Regions from separate parts of the Gossypium hirsutum genome. Here regions 1 and 2 are each linked to region 3. The links are chromatin contacts, called in public Hi-C maps. All regions are on one chromosome and are shown on one strand. The core of a region is the stretch at or near the end of the contact, and the rest is flanking DNA. Distances in the headings are between cores, read along the strand shown. Region 1 holds the start of LOC107945777 (repressor of RNA polymerase III transcription MAF1 homolog). Region 2 holds the start of LOC107945782. Region 3 holds the start of LOC107945773 (probable galacturonosyltransferase 9).

Region 1 (2,700 bases), core at 190-2,689, 190 kb after region 3:
AACCTCATTCTCCAAACTGAGAGAGAGTTTTTTATCTGTTCCTGTGTGTTTGCCTAGAAGCATGAAAAAATTGAGTTTGAACCAACATCTCCAAATGTTTGGGACAACTTATGTAGTTGAACTTACAAGAGTATGCTTCAAGTCTTCCTTTGATGGTACGCTCACCGAGGTTTAATTCACTCAAGAAATCATTTATTCTAGAAAATAAGATACTAATTAAGTCAGACTTTAAATCAAAAGGCAGACAAAGATCATGAATCTAAGAAGGGCGAGGAAAATTTGTTACCATTCCATTTTCTAATAATTGACAATTACCAGTCACGCAGAGTATACTCTTAAGAACTTCACACAGAATATGCTCAGACGCATAATTGAAAATTACCGGTCAAGCGGAGTGTATTCTAAGAACTTCATACTGAATACGTTCAGACTTCAGACAGATTACTGGAATTTGCTGTCAATGATGCCAAAACTTGAAGGTCCTGCAGACAAAAAAAAAAGAAGACTAGAATGTAGAAACTATCAGTACAATGATGCAATCAAATCAAAATGCGTTAGGGCCAGAAGCTGGATTCATATATCAAAGTAAGCCAAACTCAAATGGCCAAACAAAATTATAAAACTAGAAATAGAATTTCAAAAAAAAAAAAAAATCTTCATTTCTGAAACAAAAGCACACCCACACTAATATAGCCCTCAATTTTGTCACTTCCCAGAATAATTTTTGTCTCATCTCTATCTTTAATCCCATTATGCCATTATTGAAGATTTAAACATTGAAAAAAGAAATCCCATTATTCCATTTCCCAAATCCATATTTAAATTCCATCCCATGCATCAAGTATAAAGTCTAATACAAAAAATTGCTTGCCAAGGCTTACTGATTTGAAACTGTTCATCATTGTGGAATTTGGTACTTCGGATTAGAGTCAAATTTATACTTTCACTATATTTAAATATGGAATTTTGCTACTGCACATTCCATTTCATTGATTTATAAATAAAAAAATTAACAGGATTAGAATATTTCATGGAACAATTTGTTAATGTAATTGACCAATTTAGTGATTTTCATTAGTTTTAGTCCAAAAATCAACAAAAATGAAAGTATAACCGCAAAACTGAACGGATTTGAAATCCAACCACAAACTTCAGACAATTTCACATGAACTGAATCAAAAGGAAATTGCAAATGTAAAATCAAATTACAAAAAGTAAAAGAAGTTTCTAATTAAATGATAAAATCAAATCACAACAACAGAAAAGGGAATATACCCTTGGCTCAGTTCGATGTCAGAGAAGAAACGGAAAGCTTACCGTAGTTTCTGTTCGCCGGCTTTTAACAGTTAGAAGAAAAGGGGAAGTTCTGAAAAGTGAAATCTCGTCAAAATCAGAAATAATTAGAATGAAAAAAAACGTGGCTGATTTTTTTATTTGTTTATTTATTTATTCGTAAATATATATTTTTTACAAGGCCATAATGCAAAGTAGTATATTCATGGCATAAAATTATTACAAGTTTTTCAATATTCATCTTGGTCCCTCCGTCTTTCGACGTTGACGGCAGGATTAATTTGTGATTCTTGCAGAAGTTAGGGGGCTAGATATATATTTCTCATAATACTTGTTTGACTATATTATTATCAACTTCAACGAGTTTGGAGGCTGGATTTATATACTTACTAAGAATATTTTCTCGCGTTCCGATTTTTTTTTAATATTTAAACATAAAAGTAATTTTATTTACTTATATTTTTGTAGAAAATATTTTTCATAAACTATATTAATTGAAATAATCGAACCTTTTAATCCTTTAATGATTAACGAATCAAAAAATTTAATCGAACCGAAATATTTCAGTTAATTCGGTCGGTTAACCAAATTAACCAAATTTTTTGTTTTTTGGTTAAAACAAGTATAAAATATATAAAATAAATAAATTGATAATGTTCATTTGACCGAATTAATCAAATTAAAATTACATATAATTTGTATTATTAATTATTAAGTTTGGTTAATTCGGTTAAGTACTCAATTTTTGAACCGAATTAACCGATAACTGAACTTCCAAAAGATCATTAATCGACCTCCAACCGAATTAGATTAGTTAATTGATCGATTAATCAAATTAAACCGGTTTGGTCGGTTAATCTGATTTTAATTGAAATTTGAACACCCCTAATTCTCTAGAGCACTGGGTGTCCGTGAGAGCGTATCAATAATTTCTCTTGAACACTGGGTGTTTGTGGAAACGCATCATTAGCTCCTGAACATTGAATGCCTGTGAGTGTATATTGGTTTGATAATGGAATAATCCACGTATCCGTCTTTTAGTCCATGTCTGGTTAATAAGGGCTAAAACATTAATGTAATGCGGTTAAAATACGTAGTGTTTTATAGATACATGTACTTGAATATGAAATTTATATGAGAATAATATTATAAAAAATAGATCAATATGCTTGATAGTTGAAATCAAAATCTAAAATCCTGTGGGCGTATAATATGATGGATAACAAGAGTTGGACATATAAAAAGCATGTAAAAGAACATTTTCATTACAAATTAAGAGTCCTAGGCGCCTTATGATACTATGAAAACAAAATGAATTATTCAATATATGGAATTGAGATGCAAAGCCTTGAGGGTATATCACTAAGCTAGCAAATGAGAATTTATTTATTGGTTGGGCTATATCCT
Region 2 (2,700 bases), core at 107-2,606, 250 kb after region 3:
TGCATGTAAAGAAAAATAGAAGCAAATATTGGCTCACTGGTTGTCTGGTGTTTAAACTAATACTAAGCAGTATTATGTGGTTGGATCGTAATACAAAAAGACAATTTATATTAGTAGACGAACCTAAACAAATCCTTAGTCTAATAGGAAATGAACAAATCTATTGAAAGACTAATATGTCATCTATCAATTCCAACTGGAGAAATGTCTTATCTTGGGCATCGGAGCGAATTACTCCTAAAAGATAGAGACATATATGCGACTAACTAGATTGATAGTAAATTGGACTGGATCCAAGAAGAATAAATCCTAAACCCATTTATGGATTTATTCAATTGTGGCGTTCATAGTGTGATATACCTTAATCTTGAGTGGATGACAAATTATGTATGTATGACTAGTATACTTTGATGTAAGTACAAGCCTTAGTTCAAATAGGTAAGGAACCGAAAGCTAGTGTATTGTGTATATGACTTCTATAGTATATAGCGTCATTCACAATAGTTAAATTCATAGACCGAGATATGGGTAAATGATATCTTCTCATTGGGACATGATAGATGAAAAGTAAATGTGGTCACAGGTCGTTCATCTTTGTGATGAATGACTTGATTACTATTTGATAGTAATTGACTTTTCACGAAGAAAAATGTAATGGTTACCATGAGATAAAATAGAATCATATTAGGAGAACGAATTTATCCCAAAGAAATTAAGGATACCCTATGAGGGTAACACACTTATAACAAGTTCATTGGACGAGCATTGATCGAGTTGATTTCATAATGATATGTCATTAGGGAGAGCTAAGTCACGATACTATATTGGAATGACTTCGTGACTATATGAGTTTATAATCAATAGGTAAAGAGCCAGAACTTAATTATAAATTATTTGAGCCTTAATCACACATGTTCAATTTGTAACACCCAGGTACTCGACCTGCTCACCGAGTCCGAGTTATGAGATGTCACATTCGTTGTCGAAGCAACTACGATTAAAACACAAACAATTTATAGTAGTCAATAATTAAAAGTCGATTAAAACATTCATTCGACATGAAATAGATCAATAACACAAACTTGATTTTACGAATCCAAAAATTATGTAGATGTGAATGGCAAGTGATTATTAAGCAAATTCCAAGATAAACGAATTTTACTCCTCACATTATGGCAGGATTAATAAAAGAGTTTTCCTTTGATACCAAATTTTTTATGTTTCTCCTGTTAAAATTGCGGATTAGATTCGATTAAATAGTCTATTATTACTATCGAATTCTAATAGTCTCCCTATTAGTTTGTAATTGATTGTATCCAATTTTTACTTAAAAAAAGAAGAAGAAGAAAACAGGGCATGAATCAGCCCGGTTCGGCCAGTTGGCAGTTCCATTCTTAAATATTAAAGAAAAAAAAAATCAAACTTAGGCTTAGCTGCTCCAAAAACGGGTAAGAAAGCGAGAAAACTAGAAGGAAAGAAAAGAAAGAGCTCCAGAAGCTCTCATCTTCGATGGCATCGGCAGCCACGGCCCGAGCTGTCATCCTCTCCCGCATCACTGCCCTTTCAGTCAAACCTCTATCACCTTCTCTCTCTCGCTTCCTCCCTAGCCCTCGCAACCGTCCTCCTTCAGCCTTGACCGTGAGCTGCTGCTTAAAGGACGGCGGAGCCTACGACGACTACTCCGTTTCGACGCAGAAATCGAATTTAGATCGTGGATTCATAGTAATATCTAACATGTTAAAGCACATCGAACCACTCGACACTTCCGTTATTTCCAAAGGGGTTTCTGATTCCGCCAAGGAAGCTATGAAGCGAACTATCTCCACTATGCTCGGAATTCTCCCTTCTGATCAGTTCTCCGTTTTGGTTTCCCTCTCGAAACCTCCTCTTCATCGTCTCCTCTTCTCATCCATCATCACAGGGTAATATATCTTATTTTCTTCTTCAAATTTTTTTTTTACTGCAATTAAAAAAAATTATACTTTTTTTAGGTATACCTTGTGGAACGCGGAGTATAGGGTTTCATTGATGAGAAATCTGGAAAGAGCGGCACCGGCGGAGGACCTAGTGAAGGAGACGGAGGAGGGCGCTAGTCACCGGCACGGAGAGGTGGTGAAGAATAATATTGAGGAGGGAGAGGGTGGAAATGGTGAATATGAAGAACTAGAGAAGATAAGTCCGAGGGTTTTTGAGGATTTGTCGCCGGAGGCTTTGAAGTATATTGAGAAGCTGCAAGCTGAGTTATCTGATATGGAGGAGGTGAGGATTTTAGACTTTTTATGTAATTACAAATTTTGTAATTAATTATAAAATCAGTCTCTCTCACACACATACATATACTATATTTACAAATAATGCGATTGAGGGTTAAAAGATGCAAAATTTGAAGCTCATGTTCTTTTCTTTTTAGAAGTGATTAAAAATTTGTTATACTTGCTTAATATGTAAATTAATGAAAGAGAAATGAAGTTAGATGATTCTTGGTCAATTTGGAAATAGTTGTCTTTGAGAAAATTTAACTCTGGATTTTTCTTGACTTTAAACATACCAATTGGTTATTTGAATTCCGGTTTGTCTTGATTGCATTTCTTCTTCTTGACTGTGTCTCTTGTTATTAAGGTGCTCTAGCAACAAACATGTTTTGGCAATCAATTTTATACTGCTCTTTTCTTTCTTGTTATGTGCTATAAAGAATGTTTT
Region 3 (2,700 bases), core at 98-2,597:
TTTAATTTTACTAAAATAATTGGTTGAATGAACTTACTTAATAAGAAAACTCATAAATAAAAAAAATTGATTCTATTAAAAGAAATTTATTGAATGGATTTATATAATAAATAAAAAAATAAAATTTATATTAATTATTTTATATTTAAATTATTATGGTTAGATTAACAGAAAAACAAAAAACAAAAAAGTATATTACTTTTATTTTAATTGTTTATTAACTTTATATTTTTAAATACAATTTTATATACAATATAATATAATGTAATCTTTTATTTTATTTTATGTTTGTATTAATTATATATATGGACATTGTATTTACTTTTAAGAAAAAATATAAAAGTTGAATTTGAAGAGTTTAATTTAAAAATTGTATTATAATAAATGAATAAATTATATTAGGATCATTTTAAAAAAAAATATAATTTTTAGGCACCAATAAAATAGTGCCATTTCATTAAATTTTAAAAATAATAAAATATTATTATACATTCATCTATATCTAATATCTTCTCCAACTTAATTTAACTTTAATTAAATTACTTAAAATAATTAATTTTTAATCATTTTATTTTTTCTCATAAGTTAATGTTTTTTTTTATTTTTGTGCAACCAATTTTTTTTTTAAAAATTAATATTTTTTGTGTAATTTTTTCCATGTCATTGGTACATTATTGTGGTAATTATTTTACCATAAATCCCGAACCTAGAACCTTAACCTCAAACCTTGAACCTTGAGGTTCAGGGTTCGAGTTTGAGTTTTGAATTTGGAGTTCAATGTACAAGTTCAAGGGTCGGGGTACAAATTTAGGGTTTTGGATTTAATGTTTAAGGATTTAAGGTTATGGGTTACGAGTTTAGGATTTAGAGTTTTGGCTCAAGGTTATGGGTTCGGTGTTCAAGTTTAGGGTTTGGGGTTATAGGTTTTGGGCTTGGAGTTTAGGATAAAATACCAAAATTATGTGTCAATTATATGGAAAAAATTGTTGAATGTTATTAAATAATTGGAAAGAGACCATGAATAATGTGATGAGAAAGATTTATAAAATAATTTCTCTATAGATGGGTGTATAATAATAAATTTATGTCTTTAAAATTCGATGATGTGATAAAATCTTATTGGTGCCTAAAAATTTTATTTTTTAAAGATGATCCTAATGTAAATTATTCTCTTTGGACTGATAAAGTAGGAATATATTTGGAAATAAAAAAAAGAAGAGTTTTATTGAATTTAAGTGGTTGGATCTGTAATTGAGGACAATCGATCGAATTGAAAAAGTTATGGATCATATGGGTCCGGCCCATTACACATATAACTACGGATCTCACCCTCTTCAGTCAGCCCGACAAAATCTAACCATCTCAACGAACAATCCCTACACCATCCCTCACCCTAAACACGTTCATCAATTTCTTCATTCCTTTTCTTCAGTTCATCAGTCAAATCTTAATAAATCAACCACATCTTCTAACCCTTTCATTGTCAAATCTCAGATCTCATTACTGTGTCATTCTTTATTTTTTTTATTTAGTTTCACTAATCAGTCTAAGAGACGGACAGAAACAAAGCAGTGTAAATAGCTGAATTTCGATGGCTGTGGCTATCAGGGGAGCTCGCGGTGGCGGATCCGGCGGTGTTGGAGCTGGTTTCCGCAGTTTTTTTTCTTACAGGATCTTCGTCTCGGCCATGTTTTCGCTTCTCTTCATTGCCACTGCCACCGTTCTCCTCACTACTCGTCCTTCTACAACTCATCAGCACTCTGTAAAATTTTCCTTCTTCAAAATCCTTTATCATTTGTTCTGTTTTTGGTTTTTTCAGATACCCTTTTCTTTTTTCTAACTTGGGTTTTTTTAGCCCCAGTAACATGCCATTTATTTCTCTAATTCGGTGCCTCAAAATTTAAATCTATTTGGCTTTTTTTGGATACACTTTGGCGATTTGCTGAGCGTTTAATACTTCACAATCTAATCTCTCTCTCTCTCTCTCTCTCTCTCTCTCTTATGGTTGTTTTCTGCTAGTCTTTAGGGCAGAGCTTGCAGTACTTTAAAATTCATTCTGTTTGGGGTTTTAAATACCCTTTTAGATGTTCTGACTATTTTCTTTTCTGGGGTTTTCTAGCAGAGGTTTCGAAGTGGCGGAAATGCTTACATGCATAGAACGTTTGTGGCATTGAACTCGGACCCTCTCAAAACAAGGCTAGATTTGATATACAGGCAAGCCAATGATCACATCACATTAGTGAAAGCTTATGCAGCTTATGCAAGGAAACTAAAGCTTGACATTTCGAGGCAATTGAAAATGTTTGATGATTTGGCTAAGAATTTCTCCGATATTACATCTAAACCGAGGTATAAATCCTCTTTGTTTGAAACCGATGGGAATTTAGATGAGGATGTCTTAAGGCAGTTTGAGAAAGAAGTGAAAGATAGAGTGAAATTTGCTAGGTTGTTAATAGCTGAATCTAAAGAAAATTATGATAATCAGTTGAAAATTCAAAAGTTGAAAGATACTATTTTCGCAGTTAGGGAATTATTAGGTAAGGCAAAAAAGAATGGAGCTTTTGCGAGCTCAATTGCTGCCAAATCAATTCCTAAGAGTTTACATTGCTTGGCAATGAGACTGGTGGAGGAGAGAATTTCACATCCGGAGAAGTACAAGGAAGACTTGCCTAAATCTGAGTTTGAGGACCCTGATTTGTA

The links. A called contact is a pair of places that touch in the nucleus more often than the background predicts.
Region 1: a contact with region 3 is called in a Hi-C map of leaf, with 3 times the contacts expected there. The contact joins the promoter of LOC107945777 here to the promoter of LOC107945773 in region 3. A contact is called at or near these places in 10 of 34 Hi-C or Micro-C datasets (anther, cotyledon, hypocotyl and 1 more).
Region 2: a contact with region 3 is called in a Hi-C map of leaf, with 1.8 times the contacts expected there. The contact joins the promoter of LOC107945782 here to the promoter of LOC107945773 in region 3. A contact is called at or near these places in 4 of 34 Hi-C or Micro-C datasets (all in leaf).

The regions. Positions count from the first base shown.
Region 1 is chrD12:10,238,729-10,241,428 of Gossypium_hirsutum_v2.1, forward strand. It overlaps LOC107945777 (repressor of RNA polymerase III transcription MAF1 homolog), which reads right to left and starts at 1,440. Exons shown (of 11, transcript XM_016879900.2): 1 at 1,318-1,440; 2 at 383-505; 3 at 127-197; 4 at 4-53. The coding sequence starts at 414.
Region 2 is chrD12:10,299,472-10,302,171 of Gossypium_hirsutum_v2.1, forward strand. LOC107945782 reads left to right here and starts at 1,357. Exons shown (of 6, transcript XM_016879912.2): 1 at 1,357-1,922; 2 at 1,992-2,259. The coding sequence starts at 1,510.
Region 3 is chrD12:10,049,927-10,052,626 of Gossypium_hirsutum_v2.1, forward strand. LOC107945773 (probable galacturonosyltransferase 9) reads left to right here and starts at 1,348. Exons shown (of 4, transcript XM_041108426.1): 1 at 1,348-1,762; 2 at 2,123-2,700. The coding sequence starts at 1,592.